Linked DNA regions of Mus musculus: regions 1 and 3 are each linked to region 2. A link is a contact called in public HiChIP or PLAC-seq data. All regions are on one chromosome and are shown on one strand. The core of a region is the stretch at or near the end of the contact, and the rest is flanking DNA. Distances in the headings are between cores, read along the strand shown.

Evidence for each region. HiChIP or PLAC-seq counts read pairs in DNA pulled down with a chosen protein or histone mark.
Region 1: an H3K27ac HiChIP or PLAC-seq map of the HPC-7 cell line shows a contact between it and region 2, with 15 times the contacts expected there. The contact joins two enhancer-like sites. A contact is called at or near these places in 3 of 15 datasets of contacts at CTCF or cohesin (embryonic stem cells, large pre-B cells and pro-B cells), 83 of 484 Hi-C or Micro-C datasets (B cells, the BV-2 cell line, the Ba/F3 cell line and 59 more) and 7 of 115 datasets of contacts at active chromatin or transcription factors (CD8 T cells, the HPC-7 cell line, bone marrow-derived macrophages and 3 more).
Region 3: a contact with region 2 is called in an H3K4me3 HiChIP or PLAC-seq map of bone marrow-derived macrophages, with 5 times the contacts expected there. The contact joins two enhancer-like sites. A contact is called at or near these places in 2 of 15 datasets of contacts at CTCF or cohesin (CD8 T cells and large pre-B cells), 4 of 484 Hi-C or Micro-C datasets (the C10 cell line, cortical neurons, embryonic stem cells and 1 more), 3 of 115 datasets of contacts at active chromatin or transcription factors (bone marrow-derived macrophages, craniofacial prominence and large pre-B cells) and 3 of 9 other capture datasets (adipose tissue, liver and pancreatic islet).

Annotation. Positions count from the first base shown.
Region 1 is chr1:164,012,492-164,016,378 of GRCm38.p6, reverse strand. No RefSeq gene overlaps it. Among named protein-coding and RNA genes, the nearest start is that of Mettl18, 20 kb to the right of the region's middle. Within about 2 kb of position 1,613, at least 10 of the 459 cell types and tissues checked have an H3K27ac peak or open chromatin away from gene starts, as enhancers often do. A contact at or near this core is called in the HPC-7 cell line, where this site is marked.
Region 2 is chr1:164,182,195-164,186,059 of GRCm38.p6, reverse strand. It overlaps F5 (coagulation factor V), which reads right to left. Exons shown (of 25, transcript NM_007976.3): 8 at 3,066-3,243; 9 at 1,453-1,552; 10 at 937-1,148. Among named protein-coding and RNA genes, the nearest start is that of Gm16548, 32 kb to the right of the region's middle. Within about 2 kb of position 1,564, at least 23 of the 459 cell types and tissues checked have an H3K27ac peak or open chromatin away from gene starts, as enhancers often do. A contact at or near this core is called in the HPC-7 cell line and bone marrow-derived macrophages, where this site is marked.
Region 3 is chr1:163,962,532-163,966,781 of GRCm38.p6, reverse strand. It overlaps BC055324 (cDNA sequence BC055324), which reads left to right. Exons shown (of 24, transcript NM_201364.2): 15 at 323-374; 16 at 1,958-2,047; 17 at 2,127-2,312. Among named protein-coding and RNA genes, the nearest start is that of BC055324, 30 kb to the left of the region's middle. Within about 2 kb of position 2,286, at least 17 of the 459 cell types and tissues checked have an H3K27ac peak or open chromatin away from gene starts, as enhancers often do. A contact at or near this core is called in bone marrow-derived macrophages, where this site is marked.

The DNA of each region.
Region 1 (3,887 bases), core at 364-2,863, 170 kb after region 2:
AAGGTTAACACACAAAACAGCCTACCATACCACTGTTAACACTGAAAAACCACAGTCAAATGTTAAAAATATACAGATTGAGTCTGTAAGTTACAGGGAAATCATGCAATAAGCATCATACAGATATTGATATTCAGCCCCTTTTCAAACTATGGCGTTCTCTAACAACCTTTTGCTACAACAAGCAAGGCCCATGAGGACTTTCCAGTCTCACATCACACCCTTTCACTAAAAACCGTAAACAATGTTCAGTTGTCTCAAGGATAAAGGTAAAATGACTTCTTACTTCTTAATTTCTTAAGGCTTTGTGATTTGATTTAAACTTCTGTTTTCACGGGCACTGTCCCAACAAGACTAAGGTGATGCCGGCCTCTTAGCCTTTCAGCCTTGCCTTGTCAAATCACCTTCCTTGCAAAAGTACCTCCAAGGCCACCTCCTTTTACCTCCAGTTGGCACCTCAAGACCGATAGCCGAGGAGCCGATCTAAGCGTTCAGCTCAGCGCTTTTGCTCTGAAACCCCAGACGCGAGTTTCTCTTGTTCTCTATGTAGATAAAGCATTTGCTCCTTACCCAGTAAGATCTGAAGGTCTTCGGTATCAGGAAAAAGTGTGTTGATTATTTCTGTCAGCCCTGACTTTGTGCATACAAGCAGTTTGGTAAGTATGCTGAAGGGTTAACCTGTGCTTGGAAATATTCAGAAGTCCACAGAGAGCTGGTGTTATGTTTCTTCTCATCAACAATCAAAACCAAGGAAGCAGCAGTTCTCTCATACAGGAAAACCCAAAACATTGAATAGTGTCATTAAAAAAAAAAAAAAATCCCTCGAGCAAGAGCCAAATGACTTCTTGTCGTGATGCAAGTCAGAACACAACAGAGTGATGGGCGGCATTAATGAGTGGACGTTTGGTTAGGGAAAGGTCTCTTATGAAAGGCTATCATGGATAAAGCATATTTTAAACTCTGTTAGAAGTGCTGTTTGTTGGTTTGATTGATTGATTTGGTTTGTGCCCCCCCCCCTTTGTTTTTTGCCTTGAACAATGCACACAATGTGAATATTCCAAGTGTCAACACTCAGGGTGTGATGGTTTCAGCTTCTTCCCCTTGCCCTGAGAAATCTGTGTAACCAGGGATAAGTACTGCCCAGTGGTACTGTACCTTCTGGTCATTAATCTCTCTTGGCTAAATACCAGCCCTGTTTAAGTCCCACCTTCCTCCTCCTCTAGTTATAGTTCTAGTTATATTCTCTTCCAACTAGTTATAGTTGGAAGAAGAAGAAGAAAAAAGAAAAAGAAAAAAAAACCTAAAACAGACCAACAGATCCTTGCTCACTGGGCTCCTTTCAAATTCATAATTACAAGTGTTGCAGGATATTGGATCACACCATGAACCCCAAGATTGTGTTATTTATTGGAAAAAACTGTTTCTAGTTGTGGTGTGACTCAGTCCTACCTAGCACATGCCTTTAATCCAAGAGTTTTCTGTTTATTGCAAACAGGATTAAATCAAGTCAACCATAGGTCAAGAGGTGGAACAAGCAGTCAGTTAACAGGGAGTGAATATAGAGGAAGTGGGGGGTGGGGGGAGAGGAAGACAGGAAAAGGGATAGAGAGACACACAGGAAGTAGAAGGGAGGGTCATTCAGTTTGAGGGGTTTTTTCAGCCTGTCAGGGAGAAGAAGGTCGGTCATCTGGATGCTTTCTCTCCCTCTGAGCTAGCAGGCTTTCCCCCAGCATCTGGCTCCAGAGTTTTTGTTGGCAAAATTGAATATTTATGATTTTGATAAAACAAACAAACAAGCAAACAAACAAACAAAAACCAGCATACAAGTGTCAAGTACTCCCCTTGATGCTGCCTGCTGCTCAGCCTACTTGTTAAGGATACTGCTTCCTATCATCTTTTGTCTCCTCAGGTCCCCATGGTCCTCTCCACTGCCCTCATTCTTAAGTGATGACCCTGTTTCCTGTATCTCTGAGAAAACAGATACATCAAAACATACTCATATCCCTGGAGCCACCAGCTGCTAGGTCCTCTGTCCCTGATGTCATCCAGGCAGCTCAAGGCCAGCCCAGTGCGTGCCCCTCCCATATCACTGCTTCCTTAGGCATCCACACCTGACCACCAGAATCCCTGCTGGAGACCCAGCTTTGCAATCATGTGATTGGTCTGAATCATTGTTTCTGCCACCTGACTTCCCAGCTAGTGTCTGGAGCCCTCGGAACTCCAGTGTAATCACTAGGGTGCTCACCATCAAGACCCCACTCCCCCCAGTGGTTTACATGCAAAAATAAAAGCCGCAGAAGTCCAAAAAAAAAAAAAAAAACCATACTCCTTCTGGTCCAAACGGGACTTCCTTATCCGCCCCATACCATGCACTTTGTAATTACTCTTCTGAGGCTGGCTCTCCCACTTAAGCTCTGGATACAATCAACTCTTTGCTGCTCCAAACCATGGCTCTGGCCGTTTACCTCTCTCCATTTTCCTCTGACCTTGTCCTTTCTGCAGGAATGTCCATCAGCAGGTGACATCCTATGTTTTATTTTCTCTTACATTTTATTAAATGCTACTTATTTTCAAGGAAAAATACCTCATTCTAGTAAGTTACATGTGTTTCCTACTTCTTGGTTCCCCACTCTCAGATTCTTTTGAACATAATCCCTTTATGCTTCCATTCTTCAACATTCCCCTTGATCTCTCCCTTGCCAAATCCAGTGGTATTTGTGTAGCTTGGCTAGCTTACAGCATTTGCTACCATCTCTCTCTCCTTTCATTTATCAGCCTTCTTACCCATTTCTTCCACACACTCATTAATCCCAGGCTCTTTTGGCAGTTCAGAAGTACACTGCAGTTTGCTACCTAATGATTGATAACAGGTTTTTACCGAGCCTTCGTCAAGAGGAAGATTTTCCCACATGGAACATCATTTTATGTCCAATCTGACTGTACTCCGTCATTCTTCTGGCTTCTTGGGTATCCTCTTCCTATCAGTTGTTTGCCAAGAAATCAAGCAAAACATTGCACCAGTATAAATAAGAAGAGTTGGTTAGCTCATAGTCACCAAAAAGAAATTATGTAAGGAAGTAAGGTCATATTAAAAGTAGGCTTATCAGAATCGAAAATACAAACAAAATTAGTTAAATTTGATTTTTGGGTAACGAATACATTTTCATCTGTATGAGGACATTTTAAATGTGCCCACTGAACCCATTGTTGGCACCCAGCAAGGGACTGTAATGTGATTCAGCATAAAACAGCAGCACAGAATGTTACCTCCTTCCAGCTTAGCAAGGCTGGCTGTGACCATCCGCCACCTCTTGAGCGGAGCCACCTGCTGTGCTGCTCTATTGATGTGCCACTACCTGCCTGAGACCCAACCTGCCAGAGGCCGAACCGGTTCTCTTCCAAGAATCTTCCGGAGCGAACTCTCTTTGCGAGTTCCCACTAAAAGGCTGACCTATCTACAGGGACGGGCCTCCCCTTTTCTTTATAAAGCCTGTTTGCTGACATTAAAATTGAACCTTCAGCAGAACCTTCTTCTCTTCCAGGTTTCCAAAATGCCTTTCCAGGCTAGAACCCAAGTCTGTGATCTGCTGGCCGGACACAACAACAGAAACTGCATGAGGAAGGATCAGACTTCCTTTGTTTAGGGGTTGGAAATGTCTCCTGACAAATAACAGTGAAAAGTGTACTTGGAAGGCGTATTCTAGACACAACTGACTAAGCTGGGAGCTTAAGACCAAGAGAAGAAAGGTGCATAGAGCCTCTGGATCATGAAGACCCAGAGAAGGTCTATGCATAGAGCCTCTGCATCCTGCTTTTTGTGTCTGTTGATGTGAGCTGCAGTTTTCCTATCCATCCATGGCTACTCCATGCTCCCCTGCAAATAGAGC
Region 2 (3,865 bases), core at 315-2,814:
AAGAAAAACAAACAAGCAAACACCAACAACAAAAAAATAAATAAAACAGGGGGTGGGCTGGAAAGATGGCTCAAATGGTTAAGAGCATTGGCAGATCTCCCAGGGCACCAGGGGTTCAATTCCCATCTCCCACGTGCCAGCTCACAACCATCTGTAACCATAGTTACCGGGAATCTAGCTAACACCTTCTCTGTCCTCTGTGGGCACTAGGTATACACACTGTATGCAGATATACATGCACATGAGACACCCACACACATAAACCTAAACTATAAAAAGAAAAGAAAAGGAAGGATAAGAAAAGACAATTTTTAAAAAGTCCAAGGCTATTCTGGACTACAAGAGTGAGTTTGAGGCCATGTCTCAAAATAAAAGTGAACTCAGAAATCCCATCTCTTTGATCACATTGTTTGTCATAACTTAGTTTCACCAAAGAAGGGCTTTTGGCAGGCTCAAACTTCACTAAAACTATGGCTCCAAATGTCCTTGCTCCCGGGGGCTCTCTCCCGCCTCTGATGTTTGCCTCTGAAAAGAGCGGAGATTGGCGCCAAGTTCTCACTGAGCTCCTAAGCCACCCTGTAAACACATTTCTAGGAGGGATATTGTTGCCTATTTGACCAGAGGAAAGGATTAAAGGAGCTGCAATGGTTTCTTCATCACACAGTCAACAGGTTTGAGTCTAAAATACAATCCAGTGGGATGTGCTTTCTGCAGTCAGAGTCCAGAGGAAAGGAGTCAGAGAAACAGGACACCATGCGAGATGATCCTGATGGTAAATATCCCCACACTGTTGCCAAAGAAGACTAATGATTGGTGTGTTTTAGAAGGGAAATCCTCCTATTCCGTAGTGAGACCTAATCTGTGCCAGCGAGGGGAAATTCCTCTTTTTTTTTTTTTTTTTTTTTTTTTTTAAAGGTTATGTTATGTATAAAATACCTGTACACCCCTCTGGTCCAGGGACCTGCTCTTACAAATTAGAAGCAGCCCTATCAGCCCAGAGGCAATATCCCTTGTAACGTCCACATCACTGTAGTATGGCCTTGTTAGGCACTGGGCATCGTTTTCCGTGGGTTCATCAAACTCTAGAATGTTCCATTTGTAAGTGAAGGTTTCCCCCGGTTGAACTGGTCTGATCGTGGTGTGACTGCCTGGAAGAAAATATACGCTCTTAATTTTTAGAAAAATTATTTCATCATAATAAATATCTACCTTAGCTTTTATTTAGAGTAATTAATATGAAGAAAAATATTCTTTTTGTATTAAAACTCCTGACTATGGATAGCATGTAGCTGTTCAATATCTGTCCACTAGATGGCGCCAATGACACTCAGAAAGGAGAGATAACCCTTCCGTATTAATGACTGCGTTTGTCATAACCACTGGACAAATACAAGAGAACACTGTGGATGCCTCTCGGAGATCAGTAGTCTCCAAGAAGTGAAAGGTTCCCACCTGAGGTGGAGGAAGAATTGATTCCATCTTCGTAAGGAGAGAAGGTCACCCCGTGAGGGTAAATGCTGTAGGGTCGGCTCGCCATATTTTTGAACACGATCTAGAAAGTTAAGTCATAGTTATTATTTCCGTGTTTAAGGTCACTCATGAGAACTATTTCAGACGAGATGAAGGCAGCTGCTTGTGTGTGCATGTATGGACAGGTGTGCACACACAGATGTGCAGTGCAGCAGTGGGAAAATCAGTTCTGTTTATCCCGGCAGCAGCCTCCCTCGTTACCCGACAGGAAGGATTCCTCCTAACCCCTCACCCTCTCCCAGCTGGTCCCCACACCCTTCCCTTCTTCTTTCAGATTGCACTGCATCTATGCATCTGTCCTCTGTGCCTGCTCTCCTCTAGACCACAATGCCGTTTTGTTTCCCAGGATCATTGTTCTTGAAGTTAACTTCCTGAATGGCCGCAGTAGCCAGACCCTGAGTTTCAGATAGACTATGCTTACACTGAAATCTAATGCATCCCAGTGGAGCCAAAAATGAGGGGCGGATCGCAGGGAAGGAAGACGCTGTCCATTTTCAAATGAACAAAATGGGTTTTGTTTAGGGCATAATCTTCCTAGAAGTTCTAATTAGCCTTTCAATCTTCAAGAGACAACCTTAACCTTACCTTCATCTTGGTTTGCTGCCAAAGCCTTTGAATAATCATTAGTCAACATCAAGACCCTATATCCTAGGGTCCTGCCAATCAGTGTAACCTTCAATTGTCTGGGTCCCTACCTAGCTCTGTGATATGGTAGAACGTTCAAGGTAATTATTTGATGAAAGTTTCAGGCTTTAAAGAAATTGTTTAAATTGTTGTTGTGTATGTATATGTCAGGTCAGAAGACAATCTGTGGGAGTTGATTCTCTCTTCCCACCATAAACTCTGGGTGATGAACTCAGGTGTTCACGTTTGACATCAATTGGTTCTATGCACTGAGCCATCTTGCCAGCCAGAGGGTCTTGTGCGAGTATAAATCGGAGACCAGCCATTAGCGCCACACACTGAGACTGGAGTGGAGATTTATCTCTTCTCCGCTGTGCTGAGTCAACTGCTCACACTGGTAACGGGCAATGTCATTTTCCAAAGCCGCTCAGGACTTCTGTTCTGCGACACTTGTGGGGCTTTTGTCAAGGACACTGACTTGAAAACCCAGGGCAAGAAAGTTCTCCTGGCTCTCTACCCCAGGCGAACTGCTGCATTCACTGGTGTGTGCACCTTGCTCGGTCATATTTACTTTGCTATAAGAGTTGGGACACACTTTGCAGACAACCTTGGGGATGTATGGGTGTGTCTCATTATGCTTATTTGTGACCAGATGGAATTAGTTCCCATATAGTATTCCTTACTCCTCCAATGATACTGACTCTGCTTTATTCTCTCTATTCTTTTCTACTTTATCGATCCCAGATCTTTTAAATTAAGTAGGATATACAAGAATGAAATGCTAAATAAAACTGAGAGCTATGTTTGATTTTATAATTAGATGAATACATTTAAATATATTAAAACTGCCAGTCCCTTGATCTGTCTTTCCCTGTTTAATTTTTCCTTGCTTCCGTATTTCTGTTGCTTACCTTGAGTGTGTCTCTGACCTGGGCTCTGATAACAGGGCCCAGAATCCCACTTTGTTTGATGCTGGGGTTGTCAGTGCGTTTGGTGAAGGTCTCTTCTTCATATTGCCTGTAGATAACTTTCTTGTAATGTTTTCCAATTTGGTTTGAGAAATTATCCAAGTGCTGAGACCTGTAAATTCTTTAAGGGAAATGAAATAATGAAACAAAGGTTAGACTACTTCCAGCGGCAGCGAGTCCAGTGCAATGGATGACGGGGAAACCCTTGTGCGTGCAAGTGCTGCTTGCTAAAATGCTACTTCTGGGAACAGTCTGAGTGTAGTTTGCATCCTGATGTCCTCCATGTAGCAACCAGGAGTCATCTCCTCTGCCACTGGATAAGCCATACGTAACTGAAGAGAAGTAGCTACAGGGACAGAGCACGTCTATACCCTCCCTTCCTTCCTTCCTATTTTATTGGATCCATAGTATTCCATTGTATGAATATGCTATAACTTGGTACTCTTTTCCAATTGAAGGACTTTTGGAGTTAATTTTAATCTTGTATCACTGGTAACATCGCAGCAGCAGTGAGCACCCTTTTCATACATCTTCTAACCTGTGAACAAGAACACTTTTATACCATTGAATTCCAAGAGCACAGTGCCTGGGGTAAAGGGTATATGTGTTTACCATTCTAACCCGTTTTGCCAAGTTATCCCACGGAATGGCTTTAGCAGCACATTGGGCCACCAGAATGTGTGTGATAGCTTTTGCTTTCTGAAGCCTCAACAGCAGATGGTGGGATATGAACCTGCCAGTCT
Region 3 (4,250 bases), core at 1,037-3,536, 220 kb after region 2:
CTTGAAACTATTTAACTTTATATATATATATTTTTTTTCTTTATATACATTTCAAATGCTATCCCGAAAGTTCCTTATACCCTCCCTCCGCCCTGAAGCTATTTAACTTCTAAGAGTATTAGAAATATTAAATAAATATTACCTTCAAGTTATATATGTAGCCAATTATAAAAGATAAGTTTAAATATTCTAAAATATGATAAATCTAAATTCTAAAACACTTCTGGTATAAGACAGTTCAGATCCTTTATCTGAACTGTAATAGTTCACATGTCCTCACCAGAGTGTTTCTGTCTCCTTGTTCTTCTGCCTAATGTCACAGGTATGGGACTGCTAAACTTGGTGCACACCATGTCACCCTAGTGGCTCATCTGGTAAGTAGAAATAAATGGCTTAAAACACTCGTTTTGTATATTTTCTTTGGAGATAGAATATTTTTGGATGTTAATAAAAATGATAGAAATAATAGCTAAACTTAATGCTAATTATTATTAAAAGCTAATTTAATGCAGTGCTAATACAAAAATGTAAAATCCCAGTGTCTAAAGTATAGAAATTTTCTCATTTTCAGACTTTTAGAGTTCCACTCTTTGTTGGGGCAAAAAAAGACTAGTTCAATTGGAAAAAAATGTGTTTAAAATATAATGTAAAGTGAAAGAGAAAATGTGATGTTGATAGCTCTTTAATGTAACTGAGGTCTCCTATGATTTTGTTGTATTTTAGTCAGAATGGTGTGAAAGGGATTCAGTGATCATGATTAGTGATGTTAGGAAAAGAAATTAGGGTTGTTATCGAGTACAAGCATACATGGACTTGACGGTTTTTATCTTTTTAAAAGATGTATGCATATGAGTACATATATACATGTTTTATGTATATGAATATGATATCTTCGTGCATACCAGAAGAGGGCATCAGATCCACTACAGATGGTTGTGAGCCACCATGTGGTTGCTGGGAATTAAACTCAGGACCTCTGGAAGACCAGCCAGTACTCTGGTCTTAACTGCTGAGCCATCTCTCTAGCCCTGTTTTTTAATCTTTAATGGTGATTTTTTTTTAAATTATAAGATGTGTTCCGTATGAAGTGCTTATGACCTTTTGTCATTGCTTTTATCCCTTGCCTTTGATATGGTCATCTCTGCACTCATCCACCCTTTGCTTCCTAGTAGTTACTGTGTCATACATCTCTGCATTTTCTTTTAATGATCGTATACTCCAGTGATGAGTAGCAGAACCTGAACAACAGACATTCCTACCTGTGTAGTTCACACTCTTGTATTAGGAAGCCTGACACATCTTGTACAAGAGAGTGATCTCTTATATGTTTTATATCTTAAGTCTTTGTTACTTATTTTTTAGATTATATGTGTCTGTGAATATATGGGAGGTAAATGCATATTTCCACAAAAGCCGGAAATATCAGATCCTTCAAAGCTGAATTAAAGGCAGTTTTCAAGTGGCCTGATCTAGATTCTGGAAACCAAATTTGGATCCTCTCCAAATTCTTACTGCTGGGCCAACTCTCGAGTTCCTCTTATTTTGTAGTTTTTGAGACCAAACTCTCTTATTTAGTCTAGGCTGACCATAAACAAGGTATTCTTCCCTCAGCCTCCTGAGGGCTAGGATTACCTCAGAGATGCTAGCTCAGCTCTCTCTCTACATGACTGTGCTTACTAGATCTTTAAAATTTACAAAAATTATTTTGAGTAGCATGAACATACCAAGTTATCAGAGTGGTAATTGCAGTGTTTTAATGTTACAGTGTTCCTTCTCATTAAAGCAACCAAATTTCTTTGAAGCAAAAAAGTTAAAAGAGTAGCCCTGAGTTAAAATTTCAAATTAGCTGTAATTCTCTCTCTCAGAAAGAATCATTAGAATTTTGACATGTAATTGTGTCTTTCAAACTGACTCTCTAGTTTTAAATCATTTTCTTGTTTCTCTCCCATCTTTCTAGGTTAAATCTTGCCCTGGAAAATGTGTTCAGCTTACCAACCTCTCCATACTGTTGAAGCGCCTCCTTTTCTTCATGGCTGCACCCCATCAGGCAAGGACATCGTCTGTGTCTTGTATGTTCAGTCATCCATTAGTCTGAAGATTTTCATGTTTTTCTCAACTTATTTCAGGTGCAATTCATCCAGAAATTTTCTCCAAAAGAAGCAGACAACTTGCATTTGTGGCAGTATATTTCCCTCCAGGCGTTCGATGCTGATCTCAGGAAGCCGGTTGCATGTGAATTGGTCAGAGTGTGCAGAGCACAGTGCAGGAAGTGGTTGAGCAGCACTCGGACTCTGGCAGAGCTTGACTCTCTGGTGAGATAATGTGACTAGTTAGCAGTTTACTGAGCACGTTTTAAGTACTAGCTACAGTCTCTGTGCATGTGCTCTCTCTCAACACCTAGCAACATTTTTAGATCTGTACATTATAACAGGATCTTTGAGAATATTATATTGATTACCGTAAATTGTATTGTTGAGTGGGAAGGTTTTCTTCGATTGGGTAAGATATGTTTGGAAAGCATGACTGCACCTCATTTCCCATTTTTGCTCGCATCTGTCTGGATGAAGTGACTCTGATTCACTCCTTCCTCCTTAGACAGCGAGACTCTCATACTGCATAGCCCAGGGTAGCTGTGAACTCAGCATCTTAACCTCGTCTCCTTAGTGCTAGATGATGGGTGTGTAGGATTATAACCAGCTTAGACATACTTCTTTTATTTGATAGAGTACAATATGTATTTTATAGAAACCTGTTCTGTCTATTTGCTTCCTCATAAAACACAACCAGAGATTCATCTATAAGTAGAAAATATATGAATTTTTATGATGTACTAGATACAGTATATATTGCAGTTGAACTTTCCACTTCAATCTTCATTTGCTTATTTCATTAATTCAACAAATACACTTTGTGTGCTTTTAGGGAGTATGTTTTGTTTTTAGTCATTGAGGGATAGATACAACAGGAAACAATTACAACCTTCTATTCTTTAGATATATATTAATATATATATATTAATTAATAACCACTATATTAAATACCTCTTTATGGTAAGTGTGCAAAATTTAACAGAGATAAAGTATACTCAAGGACTTGAAGGCTTGCTTTGAATTTTTGATTAGAGGCTGCTCAAAACATGTTTTCATACTGAGTTGTTCTCGTATACAGTTGTAAGATGGCAGTTGGCCATAATTATTAAGGTAGTTTAAAACATATACACAAAACCAAAGAAGTTGTTTTCTTTTTTTGGTGTAGCTTTATTTTACATGAGTGGGCTAATGTGTCATTTGTATTTAATGTGCTCTAGTTTCTAATTGTTCAGCAAACTCAGTCAGTAGACTCTCAATATTTACACATGTACAATAAATAATACTTTAGGTGTGTAAAGTAAAAGCACTAATTTTCTTTTCTTTTCCACCTTAAACAATGCCCCAAACTCCCTGTATGTATTTATTTGTAAAGGGAAATGTATTAATCTTGAACGATGCTTTAAGGCAATTGCAGCATGAATGTGGACATTGAGGGACAGGGGTCAAGTTAATGCAACTGATGACCAGATTCCAGTGTGGCCTTCACCCTAGACCACCACCCAGACTTCAGTGCAAGTCAGAACGAGAGCTGAGAGCTGAGCATTTGTAGATGCAAGAGTAAATCCAGAAAACGGGTGTTTTCAGTTTCAAATTCTAGACTGTATTTCTCTCTTCTCTTCTCTCCTCTCCTCTCCCTCTCCCTCTCTCCCTCTCCCTCTCTCCCTCTCCCCCTCCCTCTCTCCCTCTCCCCCTCCCCCTCCCCCCCTCCCCCTCTCCTCTCCTCTTCTCTTCTTGGTTTTTCGAGACAGGTTTTCTCTGTGTAGCCCTGGCTGTCCTGGAACTCACTCTGTAGACCAGGCTAGCCTTGAACTCAGAAATCTGCCTACCTCTGCTTCCCAAGACAGTGTATTCTTAAGTACTTTATTTTCTTACAAAATGTAGTGTTTTTGTAGCATCTCATGGTAAAAACACCAAAAATAATAAAAATCTAGTAACCTATATAGATTTCTGGGTCCACAGTGTGAAAAGAAAATATAGCTTTCTATTGATGAATATTTTAAGTTAGGCTTGCTCATTGTGTGTTAAGTTTCTATTGCTGTGGCAAACACAAAGACTATAAGCAACGTGGGGAGGAAAGAGTTTATTTCAGCTTAAAGTCATTATAAAGGGACTTCAGGGCAGGCACTCAAGGTAGGAGCTAAAGCAGAAAGCTATGGAGGA